Regions from separate parts of the Mus musculus genome. Here region 1 is linked to region 2. The links are chromatin contacts, called in public promoter capture Hi-C maps. All regions are on one chromosome and are shown on one strand. Each heading gives the region's core, a stretch centred on a gene start, on an enhancer-like site or on the middle of the called end of the contact. The rest is flanking DNA. Distances are from core to core; before and after follow the strand shown.

What was found. Promoter capture Hi-C pulls out the DNA fragments that hold promoters and counts their contacts.
Region 1: a promoter capture Hi-C map of liver shows a contact between it and region 2, with 3 times the contacts expected there. The contact joins the promoter of Sox6 here to the promoter of Btbd10 in region 2. A contact is called at or near these places in 3 of 39 promoter capture datasets (liver and pre-B cells).

Annotation. Positions count from the first base shown.
Region 1 is chr7:116,034,507-116,040,444 of GRCm38.p6, forward strand. Sox6 (SRY (sex determining region Y)-box 6) reads right to left here and starts at 4,238. Exons shown (of 16, transcript NM_001025559.3): 1 at 4,171-4,238.
Region 2 is chr7:113,367,612-113,372,786 of GRCm38.p6, forward strand. Btbd10 (BTB (POZ) domain containing 10) reads right to left here and starts at 1,728. Exons shown (of 11, transcript NM_133700.2): 1 at 1,588-1,728; 2 at 1,261-1,347.

The DNA.
Region 1 (5,938 bases), core at 2,988-5,487, 2.7 Mb after region 2:
CATTTCCCGTCGTGCAACATCAGAAAGTGAGTGGCCAGGGCATTGATCTGAGCGAGGGAGAGGAGGCAGGGCTCCCCTCCCAGACAACACAGGCAAGATGAGACAAGAGGCGAAGGAGGCAGCAAGCCAGGCGGGGCGGCTGGGAGGGAGGGGGAAGGGCCGGGGAAGAAGGGAGGGGAGAGCAGGAGGCAGAGGCAAGAGCAAGCCTCTGAGAGAGGAGGGCAGAGAGATCGGCTAGAGCAGAGACTGGAATTAGAGAACGCGCCCGGGACGCAGAGAGTGAAGCAACGGCTACAGGGGCATGAAGAGGAGGGCGATTCCGGGCAAGAGGGGCCAAGGAACAAGAACTAGGTGAGGGAGAAGCAGGCTGAAAAGAAAGGACCGAGGGAGCATTGCTAGGGACTGGGATTGCTGGAGAAGGAACCAAGAAAAAGGTAAAGTGAAGCGGGAGAGAGGTAGGAAGCTCTGAGGAAAAGAGGAGCAAAGGCGAAGGATGAGGACGTCAATTGGGAGGAAAGTAGGGATGGCCCTTTGAGCTTCCGAAAAGTTAAGCGACTGGAGGTGGCACAGTCTGAAGGTTAAAAAATATGGATACTGAACTAGAAGGTCATACTAGTGAGTGAGGGAAACACCTGAAGGAGAAGGATGTGGACCAGGTAGGAGAAAAGTGGCTTTGGGGGCTAGTAGTGCAGATGAGAAAGAGTAGTCAACAGAGTAGAGAAAAAAGGATGCAGGAAACCGATCATAAAACCATCAATGTGCAGAACCTCAGGGAATGGGGAAGAAAAACTGAAACAATATAGGAGAAACTGAAAGAAAAAGAAATTGGCATAACAAATCCCTAACTTTGTGGGTAGCCTTGTCCTGAAGGCCATATGACTGACAGAGTTCACGGAATAAAATTTCTATAAAAAGATACGTGCAAACACCACAGACAGCTTCATACCTGTACAGCAATAAATAAAATGGCTGAACGTCTGTCTATTCTATGGAACTGAGTGGGTGACACATGTGCATTAACTCAGCCTTGCAAAGACTAGACACTAGAAAGAAACAATCCCAGAGGGCTAAACTGAAGCCTGGAGATGTTGAAAACTTTTAAGTCGACCAGACTAGCACATAAAATTGCACATTCAGATATAAACAATTATTGAATAAAAAGCACTGTCCCTCCCACAATAAAAGCCCTAGCCCGGATCAAGATCCCCCTCTGAGCTATGTGTAGAGTGGACTAATGGTGTGGCAGATGCAGAATGCCTAAATGAGGAGAGGCCTGGAACCTTTTCTCAAGGCATAGACAACTGGAAGACCAGAACCAGAGGGAACATAGATGGTGTCCGCAGTGGTAGTTGAGAAAAGAGAAAGAGGTACGTGAGAAAACTATCTGTGGTTGCTGGCAAGAGGCAGTGTACAAGGGGTCGACCTCCCTCAAGCAAGGCCCAGAAAGGAAAAAAAAACAAAAACAAAAACACAAAACTGAGGTCAGTGGAGACCTACATCAGGAACAAAGCTAGGAGCAAGATCCTAGTTGATCAACATAAGCTGCAGAGACTTTAAAGGCTTCTACTTTGTAGAAACTGACAAAAGAGAGCTCCTTTGAGGAGCCTTCTAAGGAGAGACACTGAAGTAAACAGAAGAATCTGGAATGATGAGCAACAAGAGGAAGACCTCCCATAGATAGAAGCAAGAATAAAAGAGAAATTGTTAAGCAGGCAATGGAAGGAAGAGGCTCCTAATGTATACTCCATGTTAATTAGCTTCCATATGAACTCCAGACAAGAGAGAGGTGGGATGGAGGTAGAGAGCACACCTAGGATGAGCCTGGAGAAATGCAGAGACTGGCTGTTTCTGCTTTCTGGAAAACAACTGGAGGGTTCAGAGTTTAGAGGCTGTGTGTTAAAATGGCTTGAAGGCTGGTTGGAAGGAAAGGAGTCCTTAACAAGAAATGTTGAGATTTCCATTGCTCACAACTGCCTCCAGATAGCACAACTAGAGAACCATGAAGGGTACCTAGTAGGCCAGATTTTTATTTAGCAGTGTTCCTTAGAACACTGGACCGTCCATAGACCTAACATCCAGAAGGAAAGTCCAAATCTGCACTTCCATCTGAGAAAGCTTCCCCCATTTGTGTCTGAGCAAGGCTCCACCTGGCCCAGCTCTGAATTCCTGAGCCTTGAACTCTTCAGCTGCCTCAGCTGCCTTCCTGAGAATTCAAACCAGAAACCCTGTCCAGAAACCCTGTCCAAATCCTACAGGTCAAACCAAATGACCTGCCCTAAAAAGCTGCAAAGAGAAGTGCCAAGATAGGTGTCAAAGACCAATTCGCAGGGAAGAGCCATTCAAACAGATGAGCCATTGCATAAGCAAACATGGGCGCCACTGGGTTCCTCCTAATTGCTGAGGCAGGTTTGGCTTTCCCAATACCAGCACATTGGTCTTTTAAAATCACAGAGTATTCTGGGATCTGGGAAGCAGAACCAGCCGACCAGAAAACAGGCCTCTGGGCTGGCGGGAGGCAAGAAGGAAAAGAAAAAGATTTCTGTGATCCAAGGCCCTAGTACCTTCTGAAAAGGAGCTCAAGAGACCGCTTTAGATTTCAAGTCATAAACTAGTACCAAAGTAGATGGCTGAGGGGCAAACAACCCAGAGCAGGTGACATATTTCGTCCCAAAGGAAGAACACTAAAGTTTGGGGTCTGGGCGTCACAATCCAGACTGCACTGGGTGACATGTGGCCCGGGGGAAGTAGGGGTGTGTGCTTGCTAAGGGTTTCCTCCAAAGCCTTGAGCACCAGCTGTACTACGCAAGTGGGTGAGGCAGAAAGCCAGGCATCCATCCGCTGGTCTGGTGGGCTTCCCACCTGATCCGCACGCCTGCGGGTTCCAAGAAGTCTATGAAGGGCACCCGACACCGCATCCCAATCCTGGAACACACAAGCTCACTTCTAGGGTCTGGAGCCAGCTCGACTTGAACCCAGCCTTTGAAATGCCAGGACTGAGAAGGGAAGAAGAGGCCAGCGGGTGGGGCTGACTTACCTGCCTGCTGCGGTTGCTGCCTGGGCGCCCGCTGTGTTTGTGTCCCTTTGCACCTCGACCAACCAAAGGCAACTCGGCTTTGTTAAGTTTGGCCTCGCACCTCCAGAGAAGAGGCACGAACTGGCAGAGACAAGGCGCGTTCCTGGAGAGAGGTTCCCCCTGAACTTGGGAAGGGCAATGCAATTAATCCTGCTTCAGAAGTTAATATTTAAAACACCCACGCAAAGAGAGAGAGAGAGAGAGAGAGAGAGAGAGAGAGAGAGAGAAGAAAGAAAGAAAGAAAGAAAGAAAGAAAGAAAGAAAGAAAGAAAGAAAGAAAGAAAATAGAACAGCCGTTAAAACCTCGAATTCTCCCTTTGAAAGGCTCTTTTACACTAACCGGGCGGATCATTCAGACCTACATGACTTCATCTTAAGGTGGCCAACTTCTCGCAGGAAGGGCTTCATGGCTACTGTGTAAACAGGACAAATATGTCACTCACTCCAAAACACCAAGGAGAACTTTTAACAAAACGAAGAGTATGTGAACGAGTGTAAAAGGCAAAAGGGAAGAAGTTGAAAAACTTTAATTACAGCGTGGAGAAAAGTTTTCGCCATTGGTCTCCTTAACCCTGGATGACAAACACCCAAGCGCTCTCGCAGCCCGCGGCACTTTTGTTTAAGTTTGGGAGAAGCAGATAGTATCAGCTCCCAAATAACAGTGCCCTTGGGACAGGCAGTGCCTCAAAGAGGTTGGAACTCGGGTTTCAGCAACAAAAGCAAACTGTGAATAATATTCTTCGTCCTTTAAGATAGCATTTCGCAGAAGGACAAGGCACTGCGCCTGTACTTTAAACGGATGGAGAATAACATTAAATTTCATCTGAATCTGAGAGTCATCCAGTTGAAAAAAGCATAGCCACGGTGACAAGAGCAACAGAGCACTGTCACAAAGGTAGGAAAAGTGGTAAAAATGCATGAACTTCTGTTTTCAAAGAACAATAAAGATAAATAAAAAGTAAGTTTTCTAGACATGCCTTTCCTAGCTTAGGAAAGTTAATTTCCCAATGTGCTTTTGCTGTCAAAGGTGCAAAGCCAAGGCGAGGGAGTGCGTGGCTGGAATCTGCATGCTGATAAGAGAAGGGTGATGTACTTACAGTGACAGAGGGCAGGCTGCGGGAGAAAAGCTGTTTGTGTTAGCCTGCGAGTTACCCAGGGCTGCAGTGAGAGCCGAAGGGAGGAGGCGTGGGAGTGCCCGTCTGCGTACACCTTCACCGCGTCTCATTACATCTGCCAGCCTCTCTCTCCCTCTCTCTTTCATTTCCACATTCCCTTTGTTCCTGAAAAAAAAAATCTACACGTCACATCAGAGTCCCCAGATGCAGTCTACACCAAAGAAAAAAATGAATAATTCAATCAAACTGTGCATAGTCTCTAAGGCAATAAATCTATCGCACTTAAAGAAACGAAGGGTAATTACTACCATAGAATTAGAATAAGGCCAAAGACCAGAGATGTCGCTGAGTCTCTGGATAAACTCCACAGTCAAATAAAGTTTCATTTATTTGATCCTTTTTACATCTTGAACGGGAAGTCAGACAAAAAATTAAACTTATTTTAGAGCTATTCGCATCTTTTGAAACACTGTCTAGAGAGTGGGGGAGGGTATTAGAGGGTCTACCTTGTTCAAAAGCTCCCAAAGACATCAGCTGAGCGCCCGGCACAGACACCAACCAAGACAATGCGTGCTGGTGGAGTCTGTCCAGAGCCCATTTCTCCCACTCCACCCTCCTCCACTCCCCTCTCAACAGCAGAGCGCCCTCCGCTAGCCCACAACTGTGACTCTACAGGAGGGCAGCTGTAATCTGAGAGCCTTACCTGCGGCAGTGCGAAGACCCCAAAGAAACTGTCTTTCGCTGCCACCAACACCCCGTGCCATTCCTACGCACCCCTCCAAAGTCCTGTAACCATCTAGTTCTTCCATCTGCCTACAAGAAACTGTATACCGGATTTCCCCCCCCACGACTGAATGGAAGCTCTATACGGAACTGACTTCTGGATATGCCTTGGGTTGAGTTAAAGCGATGTCTGGAAAGGAAAAGAAGGGGAGGAAAAAAGGAGGGGGCAGCTCAAGCCCTATCCAAGTTAGTCAGAAGGCGGTGTTAGGCGGGAAGCGCCTACGGGAGAAACAGCTGGGCTGCACACTGGCCGTGCAGATCGCAGTTCTAGGAACCGTGTCCTTCGTCCCTGAGGTAAGACTGTATGACTGCCGCATGCTTATTCTTTCACTGTCCGTGTCTCTCTTCTCCGCCCACAACTACCCCTACCCCTAGGGTCGGCCTGCGCGCACCCTAGAGGACTCCAGCGCAGCAAAGAGTTGTATATACCGGAGCCACTCATAAATCGTGGGTGTCACTGAACAGAGATCTGCAAACCTGCTGTTTGCCACAGCAATCAAACCCTCTGTCCTGCCAGTTGCTCACTGACCCAGGGTACTCAGGCCGCACAGTGGGCAGAAGCCCGGACCAGCCAGATCACAGGGGACGGGAGGGGGGTTGGGGGGACTGCAGGCTCAGGTGACGCCAGGAAAGCTCCAGCGTCCCAAACGGGGCTAGTTTCCATCCTAGAAGCGCTTCTGCCTGCTTCGGCGATACAGAAGCGCAGGCTACGCGCACGTGCGTGTACACACAGAAAGAGAGTCATTCAGTCATTCAGTCACGCACGAACGCACGGCTGACATTCCGGCCCAACGATCCATCTACAAGGGCCCCTTTAACAGTCAATTCAGCTCTCGGAGGAGCCGCTGGGAAACTGGAGTTCGTGGAGGAGCCCATGGGTGCCAACTGCCAGTGCAGCCTTTGTTTACGTGCCTCGGTCGCCACCTTGAGGTGGAGCTCAAGAGTGCGCTGGGCTCAAAGCCACTAC
Region 2 (5,175 bases), core at 478-2,977:
ATGCTCATTATCTGCCTAGTACCTGAAGGCATGTGAAACTTACTCATTCTTATCTCTCTGAGAGACAGAGTATCTCCAGTTCAGTTGTACACTCCATGAGACCATTTAAATGTAAATGGTCACAAAGCAGACCACAGTTCTTTGTGATTTCATTTAATGTTTAAAAAAATACACAAGTCTTTGTGAAGAACAGAACAAAATTCAGACTTGTGGGAGGATAATACAGGAGGTAAAAAGCCTACCTGGAAGTTTGAATAGTGTGAAAAAATGTCTAACAAGCAAAACATCTCGCAGAACTTTCTGAACTCCGTTGCTCTGGGTCCTAACCACCCTCATGTTCCTGAAGCTTCCTTCTTACCTTTTCTCAACCCATAAGAATAAGCGCTGAGTACTAACCTCTGTGTTAGAAAAAACGATTAAGCCTAAAATCTCCAAAATTAACTGTCCTCGAAAACTATATTAACTCATCTTTACCTCCCATTTAGTAATTTTCCAAGTACTTTCTACTGCTTTCTGCTTAATATTCAGCATCAGTCCTTGGTTCAATGCCCACGGTTGAGTTCTAGATGGACTCTCCAGCGCAGAAACTTGTTCAGTCTTTACATTCACATGTCTTATTTTATCTTTCCATCCAATTTCTACAGTCTATTTCATTCAAAATTCATCCCTAAACCCCTCTCTAAAAAGTTTGGATCAAATTGGGCTGGTGGGGCAAGAGAAGAGTGGGAGGCAGGCAAGAACAGAAAGAAACCCAACTGCCAATCAATACACTGTACTGCTTCATTCAGATTGTTAGCTGAAATAAAAAGCGTGCAGACTCTTACATGGCTATAAAATAATTTCCTATACTAAATGCACAAAGTGGAAAACTTTTTTATAGCCTGGTCGTGGACTCCAAATACCAATAAGAGGCTAAGACTCAAAATTTTAAAGAGATAAAAAAAAAAAAAAAAAAAAAAAGACATGGGAACCCGGGAAAGACCGAGGTTAGGCACAGCACACTAACCCACATTGACAAACTAAGTGAAATCTCAGGTCCCCTCCAGCCCATACCCCAAAATCAGGGGTGTCAGAGGGCTTGTGACTCACAGAGAATAAATCTGAACCTTTTCTGGGCAAGTTAGAGTGGGAAACCAAGCTTTACCCTCGTTGAAACGGTTACAGAATAAAAGCACACAGCAGCACATCACAGGTGTCTCATCCTCCATCCAAAGGGCAACTCCCCCACCACCTTATCCCCAAACTGGGAGCCTTACTCACCGCCCTATTGTGATGCGCCTTCTTCGGTTTGTCGCCGCGGTGACCCAAAGATGACAGGAAAGGGGCGGGGCACTGGGTTACTCTGCCCTGGAAAGGAGGTGTGAGAAAATAGCTTTTTTTCCCCTGGGAAAAGGCCTCCAGACTCCTAACCCAAAAAGCAGCTCCCTTCCCCGCCTCTCCGGACCCGGTGCTCAAGCGGGCAGCCCCGAGCACCGCGCCCCACGCTCCTGGAGCCGCCGCCAGCCTCCCGGAGCCCGGTTCACAGCAGCTAGCCTCGCCCTCGGCTTCCACTACAAACCCAGCCGCCCGCACCCGGCCCGCTCCAACCTGCTGGCCCCTGAGACGTCCACCGAGGGTCTTGGGGAAGAGCTCCAAGAGAGAGCGACGCTCCGCTCCCTCCGCCCACTGAACCGGACCCCTCCGGTGCTAGGTGTGAGGCGGCCGCTCCACCGGCTGCGCCTACCAGAGCCGCCCCGGCAGGTTGCAGGCCGGCTCCTTAGCTGCTTCTCGCGAGACTTCGCATTAGGAAGAGGTGAGGCGAAGCGAGTTCTCGCGCGAAGGACGGAGCTCCTCCCACAGTAGGCGTGTCACCGGGGCACTGAGAGCCTGAGTAGTGTCTCCGCGGTCTCGGTTGGCAGTGCTGTCCCGTAGCTTCCCCGCGAGCGCTTCTCTGCGCGGTGAGCCAAGAGCAGTCTCAGGCCACCTCCACACCTCTGAGCACACCCTCACTCCACGCTTCCTGTCACCGTTAGGCAAAAGCCGGACGGCGTCTCCGGGCCAGTAAAAGCAGTGCCTGGGAGTCTTCTTCTAGGAGAGCGTTTCTGTCAGCAGGGCGAACGCCCGGGTCGCCTTCCTCCGCGGGGTCCGCGAGCTGGTACGGGCAGCACGAGGCGTTGGCAGGCGGTGGTCCGGAGGTCGCCGCTTCCCCGCGGCCGCCGCTTGGTTTGCAACGCTCTGCTTGGTTTGAAACCCTCTGTTGTTGGCGGGAACCGGTGCACCAGCTGACACGCCTGCGGTGGCGCCACCTCTGGGACGCGGAGAATCAGCTGAATGGGTTGAGTTTCTGGCGGGCAAAAGCTCGCCAAAGTAGCACTCCGGTGTCACCGAACCCACCGTGTGCCTGATGGGAGGCTCTAAAAGAGATGGAAAAGTGAGGAAGTCACCTCCCCGGCGCTCAAAACTCTCCCCTCCCGGGACTCAGACCCACAGAGGAACGGATAATCCTCTTTATGCTTGCTACAGAACATACTCCCCTTAGTGAGTGAGCTGTAGGAGCTGATCTGAGACAATCCTGTTGAGAACCCCTCAGTGCAGTTGCTCGCTCCTCTGGTCTTGGGATTGCGAAGGGTGGCAGAAGCTGAAAGATTGAGTTCCAGGTGTTTCTGGGCTAACGTGAGATCTCATCTCAAAAAGCAGCCCTCCACTAGGGAGTGGCATTTGAGTCCAATTTTAAAGATCAGTAGAAGTTCCCCCATTTTGAGAAGAGAGGGAAGGGCATAAACAAAACCCAATACATGTTTCAGTATTTTGGTAAGAAAACTGTTTTGTGAAAAGAACTTTGTTTAAAATCTAGTTACTGTAAGAAAAAATTCCTTGGGTCCCATATGTGATACCACGTGTTTTTCAAACCAACATTTATGCTAAGTAAATTATCATTTGAAGTGGAAAACTGGTAGCAGGCATACTTTCCTCCTGAAAATGCTTAAATATCAGAGACCAAAGGAAGACAAAGATTATTGTTACATAGTGTACACGTTTTTTTATAGCCAACATTCTACATTCTTGGAAATTGCTGAAAATCTTAAAAACATTGTAAAAAGAGCAAGCTAATGAGGCTTGAATATGAATAATGTTCAAAGAAACCTCAAGGAAACCCTCAACAATAGCAAAGTCCTCCCCAATCTTGATACAGTTTTCTGTAATTTATCTCAAATAAAGTAACTGTAGCACAAGTTGGGGGTAAAGATCAAACTGGATTCTTCATTCCCTTATGTCTAAATTGAAGCTGTCATTTTTCTAATGAAAGGTTTTGACCAGGCCATGGTGCATGCCCTTAATCCCAGCACTCAAGAGGCAGAGGCAGGCAGTTATGTGAGTATGCAGTTGCATATGTGTGCATGCTGTGGAGGCCAGAAATTGATGTTGGCATTTCCCAGTAATCCTCCACTGTATTTTGGGAGACAGTGTCCCTCACTGAATTTGGAGCTCTTAAATTCTGCTAGGCTGGCTAGCCAGCCAGCTCCAGGGATCCTCTTGTGTCTGTTTCACCAGCACTGGTTAGGAACTCAGTTCCTAGTGCTTGTGTGGCAAGCACTTCATCAGTTGTGCAAATCTCACAACCTAAATAACCTAAGTTAATTGATTTTTTTTTTGTTGTTGTTGGTTGGTTGGTTTGATTTTTGAGGCAATCTCAAATACTTCTAGCCTAGGCTGGCCTAAAATGCACTATATAGCTTAGCTCAGGTTAGCTTCCAACTTGAAGTAGTTATTCTGCCTCAGCCCTCTTGAGTACTGGGATTATATCTATGACCAATTGAAATCTATCCCAAATCAAGGTTCTTTTATTACACTGCAATCCTAATTGCTAATATTAAATCTCTAAGTCACACTTGTCACACAGCAAAAATGAGCTACACAACAGAAAAGAAAAAAAACAAAAAACGTCCAGTGTTGTGTTTTATAAAAAAGAAAGAAGAAAGAAAGAAAGCCAGCCAGCCAGCCAGGAATATTCTTGGCCAGGGATCTATATGGTGAGGTAGAAGGGGGGTGCCTCTGTGGGCCCATGCTGAGTCATCCCTTCTCCCTGAGGTACCAGCTATAGTATAATATATATGGATATAGTATGGAATAGAGTTTATTTAGGGCATGGAGAGGGGAGTTGAGGGAGTAGAGGAAGAGAATGGAAGAGAAAGAGGAGAGGGAAAGAGGCCATCCAGGAACATGTGGAGAGAGCGAGGGAGGGACATGGGGAGAGAGGAAGAAGGGGCAGAGAAGAAGAAGATAAGAGAATGAGGAGGGGGCAAACAGCCTTTTTAATAGTGAGTTGGGCATACCAGGCTGTTGCCAGATAGCTGGGGTGGAGCCTAGAAGGAATGCTAGCACACAGAACTCTAAGGACCTTTACTGAAGGCAACCAGGCTTAAGGCTCATCCAAATGCAAAAGAGAATCATAATAGATAAAATAGTAATACAAAGAACCCAATCCCAGAGCTGTTCTGTGACAAAGCTGCCAAACCACCATTGGTTCAAGGCCTCAAAGCTGACTTAGGGCACAATGGATCCAGATGAATGGAAGTCCAACAGAGAAATAAACAATTCTGGAGACAGTCTACATTTGTTAATACTTGTTGATTCATATAGCCCAGGAATTGCAGAATTCCTTGGTCTGGTGTGTTTGATAAACTCACAAACCTGGTTTCTCTGATAATAATGATTCTTATATACCTAGGTGTCTATGTGTCCCTGGTTTATAAAGTTTAAAGGTGGTGGATTTTGAAATTTTATTTTAAAGATTTGTTTTAGTGTGATTGTTTTGCATGTTTAGCTGTTACCCACAAATATCAGAGGAAAGCATCAGATTCCCTGGAATTGGATGGTTGTGAGCTACCACATGGGTGTTAGAAATTGAACCCATGGCCTCAGCAAGAGCAACAGGTGTTTTATTTGCATTAATTTATCAGTGTAGTGCTTGTTTACTTGCACAAACAAAATGTAAAGCCTTTCTGCCTCAAAATTGAGCAAACTGCTGCTTAATAAAATTACAGGACAGAGGATGGGGGTTAGAGGTGACAGAGTCGAATGACAAATCTCAGGGAATCCTGTTCTGGAGAGTGTCACCAGCATCAGGGTGAAGATTTAAGCTTCACCAGCACATCAGCTTATATACAGTGTTTGAACCCATCCCATGCCCCTAAA